Linked DNA regions of Mus musculus: regions 2, 3, 4, 5, 6 and 7 are each linked to region 1. Evidence: chromatin contacts called from public HiChIP or PLAC-seq and promoter capture Hi-C data. All regions are on one chromosome and are shown on one strand. Each heading gives the region's core, a stretch centred on a gene start, on an enhancer-like site or on the middle of the called end of the contact. The rest is flanking DNA. Distances are from core to core; before and after follow the strand shown.

Region 1 (3,154 bases), core at 141-2,640:
CTTGTAATGGGGATCCGTTACATTAACATGGCTCAAATGCTTAGCTAGATCTGAGTGTCTGGCTGGCTTTGCTGTAGTGTCTGCCTAACATTATTATGTTCACCTTGGCTGGATCCCTAACTTACTGAGTCACAGTAAGGAAGTTATTTGTTCTCTACAGGTCTCTCCCTATGACTGGTGGTGCAAAAGACCTGGGACAGATAATGAGTAATGTGGTATTGATCTTTACGATTCCTGCTCCCCACGCCCCCAGTCCCACTCACCAATGATGACGCCGCAGGTGAGCAGGGCATAGAAGGAAGTGGTCTGTTTGAGCAGCAGGTAGGAGAGAAGAACGTTGAACACGGTGGTGAGCGAGCGTCCCACGTTGTAGAAGGGCACCCCTACGTACTTGAGGCAGAGGTTATTGAAGGTTATCATGCCGATAAAGACCACTGACAGCGGCAGCACACTTCGGGCCACCTTGAGGTCCAGGTTTAGGGTGGGGAAGTCTACCATGCCGGGGCAGCAGGTGGCCAGAGTGCTGAGGCCCTTGCACAGCAGTGAGGTCACCAGGCATTGGTAGAAGGTGACAAAAATGGGGGTATCCAGCTGCAGGGAGGGGCTGTCCAGCAGGTACTTGTTGAGGAATACCATGGAAATGGAGGTGACCCAGTAGAGAGAGACCACCAGCGCGATCTGCAGAGCCCGGAGCAGAAATGGCTTGTTCCCGCTCTCTGACTCCTCGGAGACAGCAGAGACTCCAGTCAGCGCCATGCGCAGGATCCTGGACCGCTTCAGAGGCGCCCTGTTCATGGTGGCAGAAGAGCTGGGTCACCTTACGGCCAGAAGCAGTCCCTGGACTACAGGGCTTCAAGCAGCTAGGGTCTGTGGCTGCAGCCTTCAACTGTCACATGGGATGACCTATCGGTCCCCTCCTTCTTGGATGAAGTTCTGCTTCCGGATTTGCCGAGGTGCACCGCTCCTCATCTTGCTCGCTCCCGGGGCGGGGGAGGGAGGTGGTGTCACGAAACAAGACCCAGGGAAGGGAGAAGGGGCCTAACTAAGGATGTGGGCTTTGACAGCCATGGCCAGTTTGAGGACAGGGGACACGTGAGTCGCAGGGAGAAAGGAAGCGAGAGAGCGAAGGAAGGACGGAGCGGAGGAGGAAATAACTGGACGCGGACCGCGTGGGAAGCATGGGCTGCGGGAACCCCCGGAAGCACCCGCAGAGCCGAAAGGAGGGCGTGCTGCAGGGAGATCACCGAGGCTCAGGAAGGCGTCTCGAGGGACACGGACAGGGGCCTGACCGGAGCAAGGCCCTGCGGTTGCCACGAGCCGAATTCAAGTTCCGGCTCAGCGACGCGGGTCCCGGGCCACTTACCGAGCAGGGCGGGCCCTGCGCGCATTTCCTGACACGCCTACGAGCCGCCTTAAAGGGCCAGCTCGCAGGCCGTTGCCACTTCCCGCGGCCGTCAAGAGCTCCCCGGCAAGTCTGCACCTATGCCCACAGACCTGCCCTCTTCTTCCGGGAGTCCCCGGAGATCAGGGAAGGGTTTGCAAGTGCTATAGCCTCTCCCATTTTCTGGAAGGTTCTGTCATTCTCCCCTCCACCCGCACTATCTTTTCCCCTGATATCTTCAGATCGACCAGACTCGGTCAGGTGCATCTTCACCATCTACCCAGAAAATGGAATACCACCTTTCTGCTTAGGGAGACCCCCCCCCTCCCTCCGCCCAGCCCTTGCGCCCGGCTCCCCACCGTTGCACCTCCCTCGTCCCTCGAGCTCAGGCCACTCGGGAAGACCTTGTTGCAGTCCTCTCCTTTTTTCCTACCCCTATTTTCACCGCTTCCAGACCTAGTCAGGACATGAAGTCCCGGAGATCCAAGCAGCACTTCCAGAGGCGAGAAGCCATGTCACCTCCTCCAGATAAAGTCCATTCTGGATGCCCAGACCAAAGCCTCTGAGCTTCTCAATGCTGTATCCCCTTCCCGGGGCCCTTTCCCTTCCAGAACGTACCGTCCGTCCACCCGACTGGGCTCTGGTGTCCTGGCTGATGCAGGGACCTGGTGCTCACCCTCGGCGGTGCCCTCGGGTGCACCTGCAGCACCACCCTCGGCTGAACTTGCAACGCTGCCCAAGCCGCGCCCCCAGTACGACTTCCTGCCACGTCGGGCTTTGGGCAAGGTGGGGCGATTACCCACGGGAGCCCATCAAGAAAGCCTCTTTCCTTTATCTAAGGTCAACGCCATCTCCCACCCTCCACCCCAGCTAGCCTGGGACTCCTCCATTCTGTTACTGTCGTTTGGCGCATCCCTTGACAAGATGCATCTTTGGCCCTATGGGTCCAAGCTGGTGCTTCCAGAAGGGCGTGGTTGGGAGAACTGCGGATGCCGCCACTCCCCTACGAGAGTACCCTTCTCAGTCCCGGGAACCAGGCTTGAGTGGGCCATTAGCTCCAGGTCTTTTACACCTGGGCATCTGGAAGGGCTGACTTTTCTCTGGTTTCTCCCTAGCACCATTGTTGGACAGGCAAGTTTGCCCTAGGTTGAGCTGGTTTTATTATGGAAATGGCTAACACAGTGGGTTCCAGACTTATTGCTTATGTGGTTGGTTATAAAGATGTCTCGCTTAAAGTATTTCAATTACTATTTTATTAGTAGGGCCTGATGGTAAAGGGCTTGTAATCCCAATTGAGATAGGAAGATCAAAAGCTCAGCCGCGCAGTGGTGGCACACGCCTTTAATCCCAGCACTTGGGAGGCAGAGGCAGGCAGGCGGATTTCTGAGTTTGAGGCCAGCCTGGTCTACAGAGTGAGTTCCAGGACAGCCAGAGCTACACAGAGAAACCCTGTCTCGAAACACCAAAACCAAACCAAAACAAAAAATGTTCAAGGCCTGTCTGAGTTACAGGATAAAATTCAAGGCCAGCCTGGGCAATTTAGTGAGACTTGTTTCAAAAAGGGGGGCTTGGGCACACATACCTAGACATGAATAAAGGGTTGGAGATCAAGCTCAGTGTTATATAGCTCAGTGTTAGAGTGCTTGCCTGGGATGCACAAGGTCCTGGGTTCAATTCCCAGGACAGCAAGGGAAGAGGGGTGGGGAATCAGTACTGATTTGTCAAAATATAAAATTGAAACACATTTAGCTATAGATTTGCTGGTTTTAATGG
Region 2 (3,363 bases), core at 758-3,257, 280 kb before region 1:
AACAAATCAAGTCTAAGGCTCTCCCTGGTCTTGCCAGCGACTCCCTTTGACTTTGGGCAAATCATCTTACTACTGTTGCTCTTTATCTGCAAAAACTGGACTTCATGCCTATGGGAGTTGCATGGTTAATCAATGCCTGGAAAATGCGTAGTGGCAGATGCTACAAAAGTGCTGAGCCTTAAAAACAAAACCACCCCCAGCCCCCATTTGTATTCCGTTGAGGTTGAGGTTTATTGTTATTTAACATAGGAAGGCTAACACTACGTTAAGTCCAGCGTGCAGCTCAGAACAGAGATCACTGTCCAGATGGGATTTTTTTTTTTAAGAGCTAAGATTTTTTTTTTTTTTTTACTTTTAAAAAAAATTGTGGTTGGGGGTTATTTTATAACCCAACAATTCACCCGTGCAAGAGCATTAAGCTTCAAGTTGAAAACTATCGATTTAATAATTTAAATGAACCTCCTCAATGATTAAAAAAAAAAAAAAAAGGCCCTCCCCGCTCAGCCAAGAAATCTCTGAAAACAAGAATTCTTCTGATGTCGTCCCCCCCAACCCCCGCCCCTGCAGTTCTCCATGTTACAGTCCTTGGAGGTGGACTAGGCATAAAATACTTTCACTAATAAAATATGACAAACCGCCGGATTATACGTGGCCGATTCCCAGTGATTGCCCTGCTACACAAAGCAGAAAAGTAAATGCCATCATCCCCCTTAGAACAAAAGAACTTAGGAATAAAAAACATGGAGAGGGGGGCAGAAAGCAGCAATAAATAAAGGTGAGCGAAGGACCCCGTCCCCCGCCCCTCCCCGGAGCTAGAGTGGGACTCGGCACGGCTAATAAAGTGGTTCAAGGGTAGTTATTTGCAAAGGGGGCGGGGTGGCCGGGGATTGCATGTTGCATTCGACTTGAGCTTGCATCTTCTCCTGTTGCCTGGACCACTCGCTCCCCCATTGCAGTGCTTCCTCCTCGCTCCTGCCTCCTTTCCACCCCCACCCCTGCAAACTGCTGTTGCACTGGAGGGAGTTGGGGTTGCTCGGGAGCCCCCCAGCAGCTCTCAACGGCGGGAGGGGACCGGGGCTCGGGCCTGGCCGGGGCTGCGACGCGGCGGCGGGCCGGGAGTTTGGCGGCCGCTCGGCCCCAGCGCCGCCGCCGCCGCTGCACCGGAGTTTGGCTGCTGCTGCCCTACTTCACTCTAGTTTAGTTTCACTCACTTTACATCCGGGTTTTTTCCCTAGGCAATGGGTGCCGCAGCACACCCCGTTCCTTAGGCAAAGTGAAATAAATTCGCCGCACCGACACGTCAAGTAGTCCGCCCGCCCGAGCGCCGCCGCGGGCCCCCGCCGCCGCCCCGTGCCCCCGTGGGGGTCCCCGGCGCCTCCCGCGAGCGACGGGCTCGCACGCAGGGGCGCGGGGCGGCCCGGGACCGTCGCGGTCCAGCTCCGCCCGGCCCCCCGCCCGCCCGCCCGCTCTTCCCTCGTCCCCGCTTCCCCAGCTCCAGTCCCTCTCGCCCGGCTCTCGGGAGCGGCGGGGGCGCGCACGGCGGCGGCGGCGGGCCGGCGGGGCCGCGCGGCGGGCTCCCGCGCGGGCGAGTGTGTCTGGGCCTGGGCGGAGGGATCCCCGGGCTGAGGCGGCGGAGGTGCTGCGGCCCGGGGCCGGGTGGTGAATGGGCTGGTGGTGCTCGCTGCTGCTGCTGAGAGGAGGAGGAGGAGGATGAAGAGTTGGGCTTGTTTGTCTCCCACAGTTTCTCTCCTGCTGCTCTGATTCCTCCCTCCCCATTCCGGCCCGGGGCCTGTGTGTGTCTCTCCTGGAGGAGGAGGAGGCTCCAGTTCCTCCCCCCCACCCCCTCCTCCCCACCCCCCCTTGCCTGGGGAAGAGGAGGAAAGAAACAGCCCAGAGAGAGAGAGAGAGAGAGAGAGAGAGAAAGAGAGAGAGTGTGAGTGAGTGAGAGAGAGGAGAGGAGGAGGAGGAGGGAGAAGGGAACAACCTACCATCTTAACACACTAATATCTAAAAAGTGCGAGAGGCCCAGAGCAGCAGCAGCAGAAGCAGCAGCGGCAGCTCCAGCCTCTTCCCTCCCTCCCCATGAAGAAGAGTTCCCTCCTCCTCCTCCTCCTGCTTCTCCTGCTCAGAGTTCCTGCCTCCAGCTGCCAGGGGGGACAGCCAGCCAGCAGCAGGAGGGTGCAGTATCCCAGCTTTTTCCATTCTCTCTTTTCCTCACTCTCTCTCTCTCTCTCTCTCTCTCTCTTTTTTTCTTGAGTAGCTCTATTTCTCCTCCCTCCCCCTTCCCCCCCTCCCTCTCTCCCTCTGTCTTGTCTCTGGTGTTTGTCTCTGGGAAGGAGCAGGGGCTGCTTGCTTGGAGTTTGTTGTGGGGGGGAGGTAGGGGGAGGGGAGGGGTGTGTGGGAGGGAGGAGGGAAAGGGGGTGTTCTTGTCAGGACCCCTCAGTCAACTTGAGATTTCAGCAATAACTTCCCCTTCGGGGCGCCCCCCTGCGTGCCCTTTTCCTATTCCTCTCCCCCCCCCCTCCAGGAAAAAAAAAAAGACAATGGGAATACCTCGTCTCCCCCCTTCCTCCCCTCTGCCCTCCACCCCTCCCTAGGATAGATTGGAAGTAAGTTTATGAGCAGCCTCGGGAGCCTGGGCGCTGAGTACAGGGCCAGAGCGGGTGACAGGGGCGGCGCGTCGGGGGTGGCGGCGAGGGGGCGACACAGAGTCCCCGTGGGGGGTCGGGCTGGGGGGCCGCAGGGGCGGGGGGCGCGGGCCGAGGCCGCCCCCCGCGAGTGCCTGCGGCCAGGGGATGGCCGCCTGGGCCCCTTCCCCACCCCCACCCCCTGGGATGCTGTCGGGGGGAAGTTTTTATTATGGTTATTTAATTTTAAAAAATATTTTTTTGGGAAAACCATCTTGTTTGGTGACTGAGAGATCTGGTTTAAAAAAAAAAAAAAAAAGCTGCGGCTGCTGACGCTGCCGGGCCCGAGTGTGTGTGAGTGAGTGTGTGTTGGTGCATTTGTCTTGGGTGGCCGGAGCAGCGTTGGGGAAATTCCGCTTATTCTTCTTCTTCTGCAACTTGTTATTCCGAGGAGTCCGCCTGCACCCCTCACCCTGGGGCGGCCCTCCCGCCGTCGCCGCCGGCCGGCCGCCCCGGGACCCCGCGCGGGCCGGGGACTCGCAGGCCCCTCAGAGAGGGGCCGCGGCCGCCCCTCCCCCCCGGGCCGCGGGGGGAGGGGCGCGCGGAGTGGGACTCTTTCCGTTTGGTCCAGCCCCGCGGTGCACGCAGTTCCCAACACTTCTCGTCATCCTCTCTCTGCTCTCTTTATTCTGCTGAGCGGTGCTGTTAGGATTTCTTTCTCTCTCTCTCTTCGCTC
Region 3 (3,416 bases), core at 693-3,192, 450 kb before region 1:
GTACTGGGATGGAACTCAAGGCCTTGTGCATTCTAGGCAGTAGCCCTTACCTACTGAGCCACGCCCCCAGCCCTTGCACCCGTTTATTACACCCCAAGGAGCAAAGGCATTGCTTTACATTTGATGGGCAGGGCAAACAGAGCCAGACAAAGCCAGAACGTGCCCATGGTCCCTCAATACCCAGACCTTCCCCTGCCACCACACCACACACCTCTCTGTTTGGGACTCGCCTGGCTGATGCCAGACTATATTCCTGGAGACAAGTCTATGCTTTGTTCACCTGCTAGCCACTCATTCAGTAGCGGTGCAGGGGTAGGGCCTTGCATCTCAGAGTAAGGCCACTAGTGTTTTAGCTGTTCAGTAGAGTCTGGGCAGTGCCGTACAAAGAGCTCAGGGTCTGAACAAGTCTCTAGAACAACTGAGAACCTAGACAGAAACGCTTTAGGGATGTATGATCCATTCTAACGACCATCATCCCAGGCCATGATTGAGAGGTTCACATCCGCAGCAGAACCAGGCCATCCCACCTGGGGGCGCTTCCTTCCAGCCGAACTCGGGGATTGGGATGCGGTGATGGTGGTGGTGGGGCGCTCTCCAAGGCTGCGGTGGGGCCCAGGGGAGGGGGTTGCACAGAGCTGGAAGAGCCATGAGTCAGCGGCCACGGTATTTCTCCAGCAGCTGCTCCGCAGGCGATAAGAGTTTGCCAACCCCCTTCCCGGGGGCCTGGGAGAGAAGAGCCAGCCCCCTCCAGCCTGGGTTAGGGGTCCCTGAAGGTTTTCCAGTTTTAGGAAAATAAGCGAGGACCCTCTTTGGGGGTGCCCGAATGAACTTGCTAGGGGGCCTCAAATGGCCGGGTGTTGTGAGACACCCCCCACCCCACCTGCTAGAAACAACAGCCAACGCTCAGCAGGCTGGGAGCGGTGGGAGCCAAGTGGAAGAAGAGGGCGGCCAAGGGGCAGGCAGGGTGGGGTAGAGGAGCTCCCGCGCTCATTCCTCCCTGTCCCAGGTTCCTGGAGTGCTGGGTGGATGGTGGTCCTGTCACATAGCACCTAGACGCATCAGCCTCTCATGGGAGCATTGCCACCAGTAGCTGCTCACTGAATAATGTAGCCTACTTCCATCTGATGTCTGGCATTGAGCCGGCATCTCAGTTATGCTGTGAGACAGCAGGAACCCGAGAAAGTCAGTGGTCTATGCCCCTCAACTCATTTGCTAACAAGAAAGCTAAAATCCAGAAAGAGCAAGCCATTTACCCACAGTCACAAGGCGTGTCACTAGTATTTCGGATGGGGTTCTCCGCAGCTCTGGGATTGAACTGAGGGTAAGGAGGTTTCCCTTATGTTCTATACCCACCTCCCTCCATCCCCGTAAAGCTCACTCTAGAGATTTCAAACCTCCCCATCTCTGGCCCTGGTCGCTCTCGCCCGCTATAGAGCCTTCCTCCAGCTCACACAGACACACAAGAATCATATTTAGGCTGTCTGATGGAAATAGGGGGTGGCGCTGGGGGGCGGGGGAGGGGGGAGGAAGGCCGGTGGCCAGGAGTTCACAGAAGGCTCACGCCAGCGTTTGAGGGGGCGGGGTGTTCTGTTAGGGTGGGCAGTCTTGGGGGGGGTGCCATTCCGTACAGGCAACGGGGGTGGGAAGCCAGAGAAGGAGGCACTGGAGATATTTCCCTCCTCCTTAAAGACTTTTTCCTACACTTGTGCCAATATCAGCTCTTTCTCGGCCGCCACGGGCAACAGGCGCCGGTTCCACTCCCTGGAAGGAGAGGTCCCCAGACCTCCGGCTCTCAGGCCGGCACCCTGCCTCCCCGGCTGCTGCTTCTCTCCTTGGCGCTACAGCTCAGCCGCCCGCCCTTTAAATTTTAGGGGTGGAGGGAGCCCTGCTCGCTCAGTGCTGCAGTTACGTGGCTTAATCGGCCTCTTGGGCCCCGCCCCTCCCAGGAATCCCGCTTGCCATTGGTGAGAGCAGAGAAGCTCCTGGCCAATGATAGGAGGCTGCGAGCCACCGCCCGCCTGACCAGGAACGCGGTTGCGCAGAGTAGGATCCTAGACCTGGAAGCTTGCTACACGGGGGAGGGGGGATATAATCAGTTCTTAGTTTGTGTCTGGGGCAGAGCTGAGATGGCAATTCCACGACCCTAATCAGTCGTGTGGCCACTCGCGATGATAGGCGAACGGAGAGAGAGCAACTCACTTCCAGCTCTGCCCCTCCGCTCCTTCCAGTAATCTTACCATGGGGTGGCACGAATGGAGCCCCAGCCAGCCCCTCGTGTGAGAGGAGACGTTCCCAGGGTTGTACAGACTGAGCTCTTTCTTTCCTTAACCCTTGCAAAGGGGTCACTGCAGACAGTGAAAATATCTGGACGCAGCGGTCAGCTGTGGTATACGTACAAGCAGCCACTGTGCATCTCTTTCCCCTAGACCTGGACCTGGTTCTCTGATGCCTGCACTGGTGCTCTGGTTTCTGCACCAAACCCTGATCCAGAGAGATTCAGCCCGTGCTGCGTGGGAGAGACCTAAGTTGGTCCAGACTGAGATGTGGGATCAGGGGTGGGGGAAATCCCCTGCGAACTTTCCTTCTGAGAAAATAAGCTCTGGGAAGAGATGGGAGGGGAATCCTCTCACATTTCCCTCGTTCTTTTCCCAGGGAGGGCAGCAGACGCCTCTTGTCCCCTAACACACTGACCCACACATTCCCGGACGGTTACTTGCCTAGTGATCACTAGATAATTGCCTCCATTTCAAGCCCAAAGGCCACTGCTGTGAGTCACTGCTGTGTCCAGTGTGGGTGGGAGTTGGGTGAGGGAAACTTAAGACTGCCCAGAGATATGGGCTTCTGGGTCCCCAGTTGTCAGTAGATCTCCTTGTCCTTAAACATCACCATCCAGGTATTTGGGGGCCCTAAGAGACTAAGAACTTGTCTTCTAGAGACAGGCTCTTGGCTGCCTGACGAAAGGGCATAGATACTGAACCAGAACTCAGGAGGCCCCAGATGGAGAGCCCTACTTGGCTCTGCTCTGAGGTCCAGGCATGGTCAGGTGGTGTGCCCAGGTTTCTCCTGGGTTACTGTTTGTGTTCCCCCTGAATTGAGCGGTCAGGGTCAGAAGTCAGCTCCTTCTTTGTTTAGCCTTTCTGGACCTAGAAGGGATAAAGTCTTCCTAGAGCCCTCCTGGCAGGTGTGGGAGTTACAGGGAGTCTGCTGCTCTAACCTCCTATCAGGCCCTCTTCCTACAGGCCAAGGAAGGGCTGGTGCTGGGTTGACCTGTTTTTCCCTTATTCAACGATTAACCATGAAACCTAAATCCAAATACACAGGGCTGCTTCTGTGAGTGCACATGTGTACACTGCATCTCAGAGCTGGGATGGGAGGGACCTTCCACCCAGGGAATCTCCATTTCTCTGACATGACAC
Region 4 (3,518 bases), core at 146-2,645, 400 kb before region 1:
CAGGCGGCTGTAGGCAGAGGGGACGGAAACTCCATGCGCGAGCGGCAGCGCCCTCTGCTGGTTATATGGTGCAAATCCGGAGCCTAGACCCGCCGCTGGTCAAATGGGACTCGGGATTCCTTCCGCTGCCTCCGCCCCCGCTCCGTCCCTTCTCGGGATCGCCGAGCCTAGTCTGGGTCTGGATTCCAGGAGAGGCGTCCCCATCCTACGCTTGAAGGCAGAGCAAGGACGCTGCTCCAAAACACCCGGTTCATCAGCTGAGCGGAAGCTGCAGGAATCTACCCAAATCCACCAGCGGCTGCTTTTGCCTCCCAGAAGCCGGGGCTATCCGAGGTGGTTTGGAAATGGCATCGCCTATGGCCAAGATCGAGGGTTCTGCGGACAGAGAGGAGCCCTGGGTTCGCTTTCTGCCTCATCCAGCTAGGTGACCTTGGGCAAGGTACTTAAATTTCCATGTGCCTTGTTTTCCTCATCTTTAAGATGGAGAGAATGCTCCCGACCTTGACGGATTGGCTCGAGGATTACACTAGAACAGGCAGCCTAGGTTGGGATTCTGGCATTGACATCAGCTAGTTGTGTGCCCTGGGGCAGGTTACTTAACCTCTCTGCCCTAGTTTCCTGAAAAATAGGGAGCATAACGGTACTTACCTCCGAGGGTTGTTGCCTGCAAAGCGCTTAACACTGCGATGGAAGAGTAAGCGCTTAATAAACTGTGGCTATTATGACTGTTGTCATTATTGTCCTTAAGAGCACTGAGCACAGGAGCAGAGGTCTATCGGGCTGGTTATTATTATTATGTTTCTCGAGTATGGTTATTTCTTTCCCGGAATTGTTAAAATTATTATTATTATTATTCACAAACTCGAGTCCTTATCAGTAGCTGAAGGACAAACAGTCTTCCCGAATTAGAATCCCGGGAGGAGGGCCAAGGACGCGGCGGCGGGCTGCAAGGACCGGGACCTGCGGGGAGGAAACCCGCGCCCGGGTTAGCGCGCGTCAGAGCCTCGGTGACGTCTCTAGGCCCTCGGGCTAGGGAGGCGCGGCCTGCGCACGCCAGGCGTCTGCAGTGGCCCGGGACGGCCGGGTGGTACTCCAGCTACGTGGATGCCCGGCTGGGAAAAGCCTCCCTGGGTCAGACCCTGCGCCTGCCGCTGCGGGGTGCACCCGAGGCTCCGACCGCAGCCTGGCCGGGAGGACGGAGGTGCCAACCCCTGCTCCGGTGTCCGGGCTCCGCCCAGCCTGGCGCACCGCTACCCGCGCGGAGGCTGCTCTGCATCAACATAATGCTCCCCATCCCTGCATCCTCCCGGAACCCATTCCTCATCATCCCTCAGGGCCTCAGCTCAGATTCTCCTCCCTTGGTGCTCGCTCTGACAGACTCCTCCTCTGTCTCTGGCGCCTCCCACTCGCCCGCAGCGCCCGGAGCACGCCCCGCAAGTCCACTTGGTTTGCTACGCACGCATCTCCAACTCGCTGCATCTTGTCCCCGTTACTCTCCGTCGCAGTGAAGGTGACACCACCCACCCGATCACTCGCGATGCGTCCTGGATGCTTCTACCTGCAGTGGTTACTACAGTCTACGCTACTCCCTCTGTGACCTTGTGAATTACCCTCACTCCGTTGGGTATTAACATCTTCCTCTCCAAGGTCTCCCGAGTACATCCTCCTGTATTTCGAGCCCCGTACACCCCTATTGCCCAAGCCTCGCAGCTTCTGTGGAGAAGCCTGGCGCTCCAGGCCCTCCCCATCTTCCTGAGCAAGCAGGTCTGCCATTTTCTAACACCTCATAAACTAATCCCAGTTTAGACCCTGCCTGAGTAGCACTATTTAAGTTGTTCAGTGTTTACTCCCTCTCCGATTACCTTTCCTTATTCTGCTGAACTCCAGAGGGAGTCTCTTCTTCAAGGGTGTCCCATCCCCCGTTCTACTATCTGGCGGTGTGAAATGTTTCTGGACTACAGGACCTTTCTAGGTGGCCAAAGGTCTGTGCCCCGCCCCCTTCTGCTCCCTTCTTCCCATAGCTGGGTTCCTTCTACCTAGAACACCTTTTTTCTTTCCCTCATCCCTCCTCCACCCTAAGGACCCCCAGCCTTCCCGATGTACCCAACCCAACCCAACCTCGACTCAATCAAATATTCCTTTGAAAGGTTAAAGGCCAATTTAAGAAATCTGAACCTTACAAAAACTGCATTTAAAAAAATTGCATTTAAAAATCTGAAGCTTACAAAAACTGCTTGTCTGTATCACATGCTCTCTTTCCTTACTTAAGGTTTCCTCTACTCAATCCAGAGTTTCTTAAAAGGGCACGGATCCTTTGGATCTGGGTGGAATTCTTTGAACCAATTTCTATCCCTTCCCAGAGGAATCACGTTGGGAAGCACGTTGGGGCTTCTTCATTCCCAGCACACGCTTTTATGTTTTTACTCCATATCTTGGTGCCTATAGACACTTAATGGAATCATCTAAAATTACTTTAAACGTTGAAGAGACGCTATTAGACTGAATATATAATCGTGTAACTTGATTTTTTTTAAAAACTAGGCAGCATGAACCCACATTAATGTACGTATTTCTTGATCATACTTTTTCAGTGCTGACGGGGGACCCGTTATGAATTCAGCACATTTTATTTTTCCCGTCTTCTAGAAGATATTTAGCTCATTTTCACTTTGTTTTTCTGTTAGAAACAATGCTATAATAGCTTTTTTAAAAATCTCATTCCCGAGTTTGAAAGCAGAGTTTGGGTAGATACTTGGGTGCAGAATTGCGGGACTCAGGACGCAGAACCTGGCAGCGTTGTTGGGCATGGCTGAATGGGTTTTAAGTGGTTGTACTAATTCACAGTTCCATTCGTTATGTGAGAGTTCCCCGTGTTCTACATCCCCAGCACTTGCTAATGTCAAACTTTAAAATTGTTGCCAAACCCATGAGTGTGAAATGGCATTTCAATGTTTTAATTTGCAGTTCCCTGCTTACAAGTGAGAGAGATAGGAACATACTCTCTTTGTTTATTGGCCATTTGCCTCTCCTCCTTTTTAAATTGGCCATTGGTTTATTTGACAGTGCATCTTTTGGTCATGTCCTATGTGTGGGAGTTCTTTATATATTCTGGATACTAATCCTTTGTCAGTCTGTGGCCCATCTGGTGTCTTTTATTCCACTCAATTGCAATTCTAAATTGATACGATTATTTGGTGAATGTCTGATTTTCCTCTTAAGCAATAAGTCCATGAGAAGACGACTGTCCCTTGTAATAAGTGCAATATTTAATACGTACCAGGAAGTTAATAAATACTACTGACTGAAATGTGTTGATAATTGACATTATTATTTTTAATTATTGAGTTTTCTCTCCTTCAAGCTTTTTTTTCTCAACTTCTCGAGAGTAGGAATCTGGTGATATTTTATTTCTTCACGTCTCCAGTGCGGATTGCACCACAATGCTTTGATCATAGAGCATGTGCCCAATGATTGTTAAGTTCCTTTGTGGGTTTTCTTTTTATTCCCCCCTCTCATTC
Region 5 (3,392 bases), core at 11-2,510, 510 kb before region 1:
TCACATTTGATGCTGGCTACTAGGAAAAACCTGGTATAGTGGTGTGACCCTGTAATCCCCAGCACTTGGGAGGCAGAGGCAGGAGGCAAGACCATCTTGAAGGATACAAGTTCAATGTCAGCCTGGGCTACATGAGACATGTTTGTAAATAAATAAGTAAGTAAGCAAGCAAGCACTTAGGAACCTAGCATGTACACTACACACCCTCAGCAGATCAACTAGCCACCCATCTACTTTTCCATGTGCAAGGTGGGTCCAACCACCACAGGCCAGCATGAGGGTCACTCTGCAAGGATGCACAGAAAGCACCTGATGCTACCTGGCAGACCTAGGACACGGTAGAACCGCAGGGCCTATGGTCGTGCCACCTCCTGAGGTTTGTTTCTGCCCACAGCGGGGGTGGGAACCCAGAAAAGGAAGCAGGAGTGCCCAGGGTGGCCACCGCTCACCACATGAGGAAGAAAGCCATACAGCCATGCCACCCGGGCGTCTGTTCCTGAGGAATGCCCTCTGCACCTGGCATGAGGCGGGTCCTCCGGGACCCCTCAGCCTCCAGAGGGACCTGCACAGGACACCAGTTGGGTCTTGCCACAGTAGCTACTTCACGCCATGGGAAGGCCTCTGCTCCATGAAGGCTGGCCTGGGTAGGGCACCTGTTCTCTACCAGTCCCAGAATGAAGGCCTGCCTGGTCGGAGGGACTGCTTGCCAGAAGCCAGCCCTGGCTGCTCGGCTCCCACAGCCCCAGGGGTCAGGGGGAAGAGAGGAAATCTGGGAAGGCAGCCAGCTCGTCTAGGCTGGCCTGGGCTGATCAGGCAGGGTGCGGACTTTACCAGGTCTCCTCACTAAAGAGATTCTGCTCCAAACACAAGGACAACATGCAGGTAAATGGGTGGGCCAGGGCTGAAGGGTAAGAGAGCTAAATGAGAGCCAAGTATTTCTTTCAGGGCCTGCCCAGGCGTGGGGGGCCCAGCAGGCCCAGCTCCTTTCCATCAGACCGAGGGGGGGCTGGCAGGGAAGCCCTTATCTGGAGATGGTGGTGCCTGGGCCTGCCCTGATCTACCCTCCCCAGATCCACCCAGTCACAGAAGGGAGCAGGAGTTAAGGAAGAGTGAGGACCCCCCCCCCTTTTGACCTGATCTGGAAGGACAAGCAGGTGGGGACTGGGGTCCCAGGCGCCTCTGCTCTTGCTCCAGTTTGCTGGGATTGCCGGCCTCTGCAGAGCAAGTCCTAGTTTGGACAGCTAGCTGCAGTGGCTCCGCTGCCCCCTCCCCCTCACCACCCTCCTCCCCCAAGCCGGAGACAACAACCGTTATGAAAATAGCCCAATTGGTAACCGACTGCACTTCCTCTCCCAGTGGTGGCTCCTGGCCCTATAGCAGGCAGGCAGCAGGCGGTGGGTGGGAGGGTGGGCGGTGCACACGCTAAGCACAGGAGCCTGGCCTCCTGGCACCTCTCTCCCACGTCGTCCCAAGCCAGGCCGAGTGACAGCCATCAATACACTCTTTCCTTCAGTAACAGGCCAGCCCACACAGTGTCTGCACAGGGGAGATGGGGTATATAGGAGGGCAGGAGTGGGCCCCCCTTTTAAGGAAAAGGAGACAATTGCTTACTGTCCTCCTATGTCCATGGGACAGGTTTTACAGGGTCTTAGCCAGCTAACCACGCTGGTTCCAGACAAAACAACCACAAAAATAATTATCTATTGAGTGTTTCACAACTTAGACAGCCTTTTCTCACCAACATTATTAGCCAAGAGGCTGGTAATTCCCCTGTGCGGGAGGCACTGTCCCTGCTGAACAGATGGTGCACCTGAGGCTCTTGGGAGCTGTGACTCCTGTCTTAGGAGTAGCTGAGCCAAGACTCCAGAGCCTGGCTCTTCTGGTCCTGTCAAGGGGGTCAGGGGCCTTGCTGAGCTGCCTGGGTTCAGGCCAGTAGAAGAATGTTTAGGAGAGATCAGCCGGTGTGACACCTGCCAACCCCTCCCAACCCCTACGCTCATGTTCCCACCCGAATCCAGAAGCACTTCCCATTTTTCAGAAATAATTTCTTTTTCTTTTTTTTTTTTTTTGGTTTTTCGAGACAGGATTTCTCTGTGTAGCCCTGGCTGTCCTGGAACTCACTCTGTAGACCAGGCTGGCCTTGAACTCAGAAATCCGCCTGCCTCTGCCTCCCAAGTGCTGGGATTAAAGGCGTGCGCCACCAGCACCCAGCCAGAAATAATAATTTCTAAAACTCCTAGAAGGATTTTGTCTGGGGAGCAGGTGATAGGCACTAAGACTTAACCAAATAGAATCTAAATTTAAGAGCATTAATCTTTCAGGAGGCAGAGGTAGGTGGATCTCTGAGTTCAAGGCTAACCTAGTCTACATAGTGAGTTCTAGGCCAGCCAGGGCTACACAGAGAAACCCTGTCTAGGGGAAAGGGAAGGGAAGGGAAGGGAAGGGAAGGGAAGGGAAGGGAAGGGAAGGGAAGGGAAGGGAAGGGAAGGGAAGGGAAGGGAAGGGAAGGCAAGGCAGAGAGGGAGGGAGAACAATATTGCATAAAACACAACAAAATCAGTAAAAAGACACTGTTTAACTTAAAAACATTATTGTTTGTCCTATGTGTGCCAGTGCCACCGACTACATGTGAAGCCTGGTGATCAAATTCAACAGTCCAACTTGGAGGCAAGTGCCTTTACCTGCTGAGCCATCATGCTGGCATAGTTTATGCTTTTGCAAACCTAATATCTGGTTTTCTAGCAGCAGCTGGTTCCTGCGAAGTAAAGTCCCTGCACAAGACACCAGGCTGCCCTGGTGGAGGAGCATGAAGGAGCGAGCCTCACTGTGTGTGAAGTCAGGGAAGGAAGGACAGTTCACCAGGTTTCCAGATAACTACGGCTATTCTATGCCATCACGAGAAAACACGACCAGTGTTCTTTCTCTGTTTTTCTTTCTTTCTTTTGAGGCAGGGTTTCTATGTATATGTAGCCCTGGCTGTCTTGGAACTCACTATGAGGCTAGCCTCAAACTATCTCAAAGATCTGCCTGCCTCTGCCTCTGCCTCTGCCTCTGCCTCTGCTGGGATTAAACTAGTGTGCACCAGGGCAGGCTGACAAGGCTTAATTCTAAGGTCAGTACAAGGTGCCAAACCCTACCAATAAACATGAAGTTCTACCTTGCAAGGTTATGATTTTCTTTCGGGGGGTATGGGGTGGGCTATTTTTAAGTAGTTCAGGCTAGTCTGGAACTCCTGAGTTCACGTGAACACCTACCTTGGCCTCTTTCAACAGCTAGGGACATAGGCTTGCCCTGTTACAGGGCTATCTTGCATTTTGTAACAACAAGTGTAAGCCAGTGTAGACCACTGTGGTACTAAGCTATACTGATTTTTCCAAAGGTTGATACATTTC
Region 6 (3,168 bases), core at 324-2,823, 320 kb before region 1:
GAGAAGTGGTGTGCAACCCCTGGTATTTGCCACACACAAAGCTGATACAACCCCAGGCTTATAGTGGTTTTATTTTGACTCGATTCTGATCGCCTGTTATTTTGTTATTTTCAGGCTCACCAGGTTGAGATTGGGGTTGACACATTTTATTGGGTCTGAGAGCAGAGGTGAACTTTGTTGGAGACATTTAAGCCAGTTCTGCTTAGGGATGTACAGAAAAAGCCTTGTTCCTTCCTAGGAGAAAACTTTTATATATGTATATCTTTATGTATAGGTACATACACATTTCAATACAAATGTAAGGTAGAAATTCATATGTGAGCCAGGTGTGGTGGTGCACGCCTTTTATCCCAGCACTCGGGAGGCAGAGGCAGGCGGATTTCTGAGTTCAAGGTCAGCCTGGTCTACATTGTGAGTTCCAGAACAGCCAGGGCTATACAGAGAAATCCTGTCTGGAAAAAAACAAAAATAAATAAATAAATAAAGAGTGTCCTCCCTCCATGAATTCATGTTTAAAAAAAAAAAAAAAGAAAGAAATTCATATGCTTATTATATAAGTTGGGGGGAGGGTATAGGTATACACAGTCCTTGTTATTTAAATCAACTTAATTGAGGGCTGGGGAGACAGTTCAGATGGTAAAGTATGCCATGTAAAGTATGCCTGAGGACCCAATGCCCCAGTCAGAAGGCAGGAATGAAGGCATATGTTTATAATCCCAGTACCGGGGAGTTAGAGACTGGGGCATGCTGGCCATTAGCCTCACCTAATCTCAGAACCTCAGGCTCAATAAAAGACCCTGTCGCCGGGCAGTGGTGGAACACGCCTGTTATCCCAGCATTTGGGAGGCAGAGGCAGGTGGATCTCTGAGTTCAAGAGCAGCCTGGTCTACAGAATGAGTTCCAGGAAAGCCAGGACTGTTCAGAGAAACCCTGTCTTAAAAAACAAAAAAACGAAAGAAAGAGAGAGAGAGAGAAAGAAAGAAAGAAAGAAAGAAAGAAAGGAAGGAAGGAAGGAAGGAAGGAAGGAAGGAAGGAAGAAAGACCCTGTCTCAAAACAAGGAAACAAACAAAGCAAACAAACCAGGGATAAATAAATAAATGGGGTGGGCGTGTCTACTGAGAACAGATGGCTGACCTCTGGATTCCACACCACCATGCATACGCATGTGTGCACACACGCACACTCAAAAATAAACAATTTACAAAACTATGATTTAAATTTGCTGAAATACACCAATTTGAACAACAAACTTCAAAAAAGAAGGAAAGAAACAGCAATTCATCCACATCTGAGGGTCTCAGCTGTGACCTCAGCCTCGGGGAATCAGAGGCTGGAGGATTAGGAGTCCAAGGTCAGCCTGGGCTACGTGATAAGATCCTTTTTCCTGTTTGTTTCTAAAGTCATTTAGCTCAACCAGAAACACATTCAAGACACCAAACATTTCCATCACCACAGTGTGGTCCAGCTCCCCCATTAACCTCACCAAGCCCACACGCTGGTCTACTCTGTGCAGCTGCAGACAGGTCTCACCAGTTCCAGAAGGTCACACGAGGTGCTGTTTCCCAAGTGCTCCCTTTTCTCAGCATGGTATCTTTGAGATTCTTTGAGGATGCGGCCTGTCTCCAGAGCTCCTCCTTAGGCTGCCAAGCAGTCTTTTGTCCTGCAGATCCACCACAAATTTGTTCATCCGTTTGCTTACAGGTGAATATTTGGGTGGACTCAGTTTGGGGAGATTGAAAATAATGCTACTTGGGGAAGTGCGCTAATGTTTTGTGGGCTTAATTTTCTTTGTCCTAAGTGCCTGGGCCTGGAAGTGGCAGTCATATGGAAATGGAAATAGCTTTAGAAACCAGGAAACTGTTAAGTGGTTCTATCCTGGCCAGTGTTCACTGCGGTCAGCTAGGACGTGTTTACAGCCAGGCTTGCAATGTCCCGTGGTATATGCAGACAGACTTACAGAGAGTTGTATTTACCCAACTCCACTCAGCCAGCTCTAAGGCCAGTGGACCTGCAGGAGAGAGCGGTTCTGTCTAAATCCATTCGTTAGCCTTGCTAGGTTCCCTTCCTTTCTCTCTCTCTCTCTCTCTCTCTCTCTCTCTCTCTCTCTCTCTCTCTCTCTTTCTTTCTTTCTTTTTTTTGATTTATTTTTATTTTATGTACTCACCATTGCTGTCTTCAGACACACCAGAAGAGGGCATCAGATCCCATTGCAGATAGTTGTGAGTCACCATGTGGTTGCTGGGAATTGAACTCAGGACTTCTGTAAGACAAGTCAGTGCTCTTAACCATTGAGCCATCTCTCCATCCCCAGCTTTGCCCTTTCATAATTCCTACAGCAGGTGAATATGTCTATTGATGCATTCCCAAACATAGATGTCATTGCAGCTATATTTAGAAATAGTAGGCTGGGCGGTGGTGGTGCACGCCTTTAATCCCACCACTTGGGAGGCAGAGGCAGGCGGATTTCTGAGTTCGAAGCCAGCCTGGTCTACAGAGTGAGTTCCAGGACAGCCAAGGCTTCACAAAGAAACCCTGTCTAAAAAAAAAAAAAAAAACAAACAAAACAAACAAAAAAGAAAAAAGAAAAGAAAGAGAGAGAGAAGAAAGAAAGAAAGAAAGAAAGAAAGAAAGAAAGAAAGAAAGAAAGAAAGAAAGAAAGAAAGAAAGAAAAAGTAGGAAAGTCTGGGAGAGGCAGAGGCAGGCAGATTTCTGTGAGTTCAAGGCCTGCCTTGTCTACTACATACTACATAGTAAGTTCTAGGCCAGTCAGAGCTGTATTGTGATACCTTGTCTCAACACAAAAACAAAAACACCTGGTGTGTGTGTGTGTGTGTGTGTGTGTGTGTGTGTGTGTGTGTGTGTGTGTAATAATTTACATTATCAGAACTGAATAGAGTTGTGATTCTAGGATAAGAGTTGTAGAGATTTAGGTGACCTTGTAGCATCTTGTAATGTCAGCAAGTGAAAGAGAAACCCTCAGGCAGGCTCCCACCACCTTGGAGTATGTTGAAGGGATTCCGGAGCCAAATGCTAGCACTCCACAGGCTACAGTGGGCAGCTGGAACAGCAAGATAAAGCAGGATTGCACGGTATGGAATTAATGATTGAATGAATAAATATGAGCGAGGGAACAGAGGCAAATCTCCCACTGAGGAGGATTTTAAATA
Region 7 (3,254 bases), core at 297-2,796, 390 kb after region 1:
CTTCCAACACCAGAGGCCCTCTGGACCTCAGGCTCTGTGTATGGAATAGGTATGTGAGCAAGGGAGGTGGTGACTTTGCTACATGGCTCTGTCACACCCTTAGTAAGTATTAAAGGGGTACCTGCTGGGCAGCTGTCTGAATTGAGGGTGTATGATTCACTGGGCCCTCAGTGCGCCTGAGAGGTTTCTGCTTCAAGGAGACAGAGGCATGCACAGCTGTTCAGGGGATCTGCCTGTGCTCGGTGGGGAGACAGAGCTCGGGGGCTCAGATCCAGGGAACTGAAGTGACACCCAATGGGAAGGACAGGAGGTAGGCAGTCACTCCTCTGGTGCTAATATAGGAGGGGTGGCCTCCAGGACAGATGTGTGTGAGCTGAGGTGCAGAGTGTTCACTGTAAGCCTTGTGAACACTGAAGACTATCACAAGTCTGTGTGCTCCATGAACTTACATTCTGCAGTGTGGTCAACAGCTCCATGGACTGATCCCCTGCCATGTGCAAGGCATGGTGACAAGTGACTTATCTACACTCTTACAATTCTACCACAGGGATGAGAGAGAAACAAGAACTTGCATGAGTGCTACCAGGTGGCAGTCACTACCCATCAGATCTCCCTAAGCACCTAGTAGGTCCTGGGCAAGGATTGGAATATAGTTGGCAATAAGTCCAAGTGGCATCCAGGATACCTCTGTGCAACCACTGGCTGAGCGATGCCCTCTGTACGTGGTACAGAAAGGGGCCAAACACCTCCCAGGCTGACTCTGAGAGCTGGGATCTAGGTGACATGTCAGGCTGGGGGACACTGCTCATGGTTAGCCCTGCGCCTCCCTCCAGCCTTTTATCCAATGTGGCTGGATGCTATTCTTCAGCCACAAAGCAGTTAATTACCAGTCTAGAGCCCCTTCTTCACAGAAGCCGACGGAGGGCTCGGAAGATAAGATTTATGCCTCTTTCAATTCCTTTCTTCTCTCATCAGCATAGATTCATATTTCAGTTTCCCGAATTGGAAACAAAAAGGAAACTCACTCAGCCCACTGCTGCTCGAGAGAGATAAATGAGCTTACACAAAGAACCCATCCTATAAACTCAATCTCCTTCCTCCCTTTTCATGTCTGTGATTATAAACACAGCCAAGGGCAGTTGAAATATATCCCTTGGCCTGTCTGCCCGCCTTGTTCAACTCAAAGAGGAGACCAATGGGACAATAGCAAACTGTGGGGTGCCAGGGAAGGAAGACAGGCTCCCCACAGCTCTGTGCTGCCGGCCTGGAGGGAGGATCAGATGGAAAGACCTTGTACCATTCTCTCTCACGAAATCTTTTCCAGAGACCACAGGGAGAAGCTGGGCACCCCGCCACTACAAATGCTTTCATTTTCTAGATGTCAATGTGCAAACTATTTGCTCAAAAGAAGAGGCCTTCATTCCGGCGGGCTGGGCGGTAGGCGTGGGCCAGGCCCCCAGCTGGTTTCAGTAGTGCCTGGACAGAGGTCACCAGTAAACTGGACCACAGAGCAAGGCTGCTCTCACCAGGCCAAGGGCCAGATCTCAGACTCTGGGAAGAGAAAGGGCTGTTCTTACTCTTGGGGCTTGGAGGGGGGCGGTCCCTCATGGAGTGGCACTGGGCTGCCCTCTCCAGAGGCAGTAGGGTGGCTTTTGGTGCACTTCAGTCCCTTTTTTTTGTGTTTGGAGATTACTAGAGTCACTGCCAAGAGTGTCCTCTGAGGAGCAGGCACTCTGGAAATGAACCCCCAGGACCAGCATGTCTGATGAGGGATCAAAAGTCTTAACAGTAATGGTTGGGGCAAAATGACTAAGAACTGGATGGGACTTAGGCCAGGAGATGGCTCAGTCATCAAAGAGCTTGCTGTACAAGCATGAGGACCTCTGGGACTTGCTGGCCAGGTAGTCTAGTCGTATTAGTGAGCTCTAGACTTGGTGCAAGACCCTGTCTCACACACGTACACGCACACACATGCACACTTGCAAACCCCTGCATGCATGCACCCATAACCAACAAACACATATGCATATGTGGCCCACATACAAAACACACATGCATACAATGAAATATACAGTGCCACCCCTACCTAAATACAGAAACACTTGTTACAGGACACTTGTTGCTGGAGGTCTCACAGGAAACAAAGAGCCTAGAGGCCCTGGGTCAGAGACACACAGTGCTACCATCTCTGGATGCCCCTCTTTGGTATTTTGCCTACCTTAAAGCCTTTTTTGACTCGGCTATAGGGAGGGAGGGAAATCTAATATTTAAAGCACAATGAAGAAAAGAGAGGAATAAAGGAAGAGAGGTATCCCAATACAAAGGCAAACACAAGAGTCAGGTCAGCCGGGTAGCAAAATGTCATCGCACAAGATGTAGGACAACAGTCTCTAATAGACTTTGAGATTCAATGATGCCTTCTATTAGCAGCAGACTCCCCTGAGTCTAAATCATCCCCTCCCTGTAAACACCCCCTAATTCACGAACGGACCGTAAAGCAAAGCATTTTGATACCGAGCAGCTCCAGAGCCTTCCCTCCTCAGAGACCTGTATCTCAGCGTTCTCTCCCAGGGAAAGGTTAATGGAAGCCCTGGGCACTGTCTGGATTTCAAGGCCCAAGGCCTGTGTGCCCAGAGCATGTGGGTACTGAAGCCCAGTCAGTCTTTTACATCCAGAGCCTTTCTCATGGCCGTCCTCTCCCTCCTTCCCAAAGACCTTCCAAGGGACTTCCAGGTCAGTTCCCAGAATTCTGTCCTCAGAATTGTTAGGGTCAGAGGCTTCACCCAGGCTCAGTCACTAGTTCTCAAGAGGCCAATTGAACAGGAAAGCAACAGTGAAAAGCAGAAAAGAGGAAAATCATTAAATGTGAGAGCACTGGGCAGAGGAACTCAGAGTTCTGCCGCTCCTCCAACTCCATCTCTGGGGCCTCACACGAGGTTCAGGTTTAAATAGGAGGAAGAGGTAAGTGGGTCAAGCAACCCTACTCAAGGTGTGGTCCTGCCTTTCTCGTCTCTGGGCTCCTGTCTGCCCAGCAGCTTCTCAGAGCCATTGTGTGAAATCTCTTCCCTGGAGTCACCAGGCTTCGACTTTCCCTTCTCCCAGCTCCCAGTGGGGGTAGGGGGTGGGGGGCATTTTGTCTATAGTCTTCATTCCTGCCAGGATGGTATCAGGTCAACACAAGAGTCTCCAACAGCTTGGAGTGGGAGGAGGAGTAGGGGAATGTGTGCAGCTTAGGCAGCCATGTTCATGGAGCC

Evidence for each region. Promoter capture Hi-C pulls out the DNA fragments that hold promoters and counts their contacts. HiChIP or PLAC-seq counts read pairs in DNA pulled down with a chosen protein or histone mark.
Region 2: a contact with region 1 is called in a promoter capture Hi-C map of erythroid cells, with 7 times the contacts expected there. The contact joins the promoter of Phf21a here to the promoter of Slc35c1 in region 1. A contact is called at or near these places in 3 of 39 promoter capture datasets (embryonic stem cells, erythroid cells and pre-B cells), 1 of 15 datasets of contacts at CTCF or cohesin (the G1E-ER4 cell line), 15 of 484 Hi-C or Micro-C datasets (CD4 T cells, CD8 T cells, the G1E-ER4 cell line and 8 more), 9 of 115 datasets of contacts at active chromatin or transcription factors (the 230-238 cell line, the SCID.adh cell line, bone marrow-derived macrophages and 5 more) and 4 of 9 other capture datasets (adipose tissue, liver, macrophages and 1 more).
Region 3: an H3K4me3 HiChIP or PLAC-seq map of embryonic stem cells shows a contact between it and region 1, with 37 read pairs. The contact joins the enhancer-like site here to the promoter of Slc35c1 in region 1. A contact is called at or near these places in 12 of 39 promoter capture datasets (the 3T3-L1 cell line, 3T3-L1-derived adipocytes, the C10 cell line and 5 more), 5 of 484 Hi-C or Micro-C datasets (B cells, the G1E-ER4 cell line, embryonic stem cells and 1 more), 16 of 115 datasets of contacts at active chromatin or transcription factors (the SCID.adh cell line, bone marrow-derived macrophages, cardiomyocytes and 10 more) and 4 of 9 other capture datasets (adipose tissue, embryonic stem cells, liver and 1 more).
Region 4: a contact with region 1 is called in an H3K4me3 HiChIP or PLAC-seq map of bone marrow-derived macrophages, with 4 times the contacts expected there. The contact joins the enhancer-like site here to the promoter of Slc35c1 in region 1. A contact is called at or near these places in 5 of 39 promoter capture datasets (embryonic stem cells, hippocampal neurons, pre-B cells and 1 more), 2 of 15 datasets of contacts at CTCF or cohesin (CD8 T cells and pro-B cells), 14 of 484 Hi-C or Micro-C datasets (B cells, the Ba/F3 cell line, the C2C12 cell line and 9 more), 21 of 115 datasets of contacts at active chromatin or transcription factors (the 230-238 cell line, the SCID.adh cell line, bone marrow-derived macrophages and 13 more) and 2 of 9 other capture datasets (adipose tissue and embryonic stem cells).
Region 5: a contact with region 1 is called in a promoter capture Hi-C map of neural stem cells. The contact joins the promoter of Dgkz here to the promoter of Slc35c1 in region 1. A contact is called at or near these places in 1 of 39 promoter capture datasets (neural stem cells), 2 of 484 Hi-C or Micro-C datasets (pre-B cells and uterus), 15 of 115 datasets of contacts at active chromatin or transcription factors (the 230-238 cell line, the SCID.adh cell line, astrocytes and 11 more) and 3 of 9 other capture datasets (adipose tissue, embryonic stem cells and liver).
Region 6: an H3K4me3 HiChIP or PLAC-seq map of embryonic stem cells shows a contact between it and region 1, with 22 read pairs. The contact joins the enhancer-like site here to the promoter of Slc35c1 in region 1. A contact is called at or near these places in 1 of 39 promoter capture datasets (pre-B cells), 3 of 115 datasets of contacts at active chromatin or transcription factors (the 230-238 cell line, embryonic stem cells and large pre-B cells) and 2 of 9 other capture datasets (adipose tissue and pancreatic islet).
Region 7: a promoter capture Hi-C map of 3T3-L1-derived adipocytes shows a contact between it and region 1, with 5 times the contacts expected there. The contact joins the enhancer-like site here to the promoter of Slc35c1 in region 1. A contact is called at or near these places in 11 of 39 promoter capture datasets (the 3T3-L1 cell line, 3T3-L1-derived adipocytes, cranial neural crest and 6 more), 9 of 115 datasets of contacts at active chromatin or transcription factors (embryonic basal ganglia, embryonic forebrain, embryonic hindbrain and 5 more) and 2 of 9 other capture datasets (adipose tissue and embryonic stem cells).

The regions. Positions count from the first base shown.
Region 1 is chr2:92,458,404-92,461,557 of GRCm38.p6, forward strand. Slc35c1 (solute carrier family 35, member C1) reads right to left here and starts at 1,391. Exons shown (of 2, transcript NM_211358.2): 1 at 264-1,391. The coding sequence starts at 795.
Region 2 is chr2:92,182,175-92,185,537 of GRCm38.p6, forward strand. Phf21a (PHD finger protein 21A) reads left to right here and starts at 2,008. Exons shown (of 19, transcript NM_001362829.1): 1 at 2,008-2,178.
Region 3 is chr2:92,006,524-92,009,939 of GRCm38.p6, forward strand. The region is part of intron 1 of Creb3l1 (cAMP responsive element binding protein 3-like 1); the gene reads right to left. Among named protein-coding and RNA genes, the nearest start is that of Creb3l1, 16 kb to the right of the region's middle. Within about 2 kb of position 1,943, at least 358 of the 459 cell types and tissues checked have an H3K27ac peak or open chromatin away from gene starts, as enhancers often do. A contact at or near this core is called in 3T3-L1-derived adipocytes, B cells, the G1E-ER4 cell line and 13 more, where this site is marked.
Region 4 is chr2:92,058,571-92,062,088 of GRCm38.p6, forward strand. No RefSeq gene overlaps it. Among named protein-coding and RNA genes, the nearest start is that of Gm31473, 32 kb to the left of the region's middle. Within about 2 kb of position 1,396, at least 233 of the 459 cell types and tissues checked have an H3K27ac peak or open chromatin away from gene starts, as enhancers often do. A contact at or near this core is called in the Ba/F3 cell line, the C2C12 cell line, CD8 T cells and 17 more, where this site is marked.
Region 5 is chr2:91,949,088-91,952,479 of GRCm38.p6, forward strand. Dgkz (diacylglycerol kinase zeta) reads right to left here and starts at 1,261. Exons shown (of 32, transcript NM_001166597.1): 1 at 1,134-1,261.
Region 6 is chr2:92,142,563-92,145,730 of GRCm38.p6, forward strand. No RefSeq gene overlaps it. Among named protein-coding and RNA genes, the nearest start is that of Gm39877, 33 kb to the right of the region's middle. Within about 2 kb of position 1,574, at least 12 of the 459 cell types and tissues checked have an H3K27ac peak or open chromatin away from gene starts, as enhancers often do. A contact at or near this core is called in embryonic stem cells and pancreatic islet, where this site is marked.
Region 7 is chr2:92,844,150-92,847,403 of GRCm38.p6, forward strand. The region is part of intron 2 of Gm39880 (a long non-coding RNA gene); the gene reads left to right. The region is part of intron 4 of Gm13791 (a long non-coding RNA gene); the gene reads right to left. Among named protein-coding and RNA genes, the nearest start is that of Gm32413, 39 kb to the left of the region's middle. Within about 2 kb of position 1,547, at least 42 of the 459 cell types and tissues checked have an H3K27ac peak or open chromatin away from gene starts, as enhancers often do. A contact at or near this core is called in 3T3-L1-derived adipocytes, adipose tissue and forebrain, where this site is marked.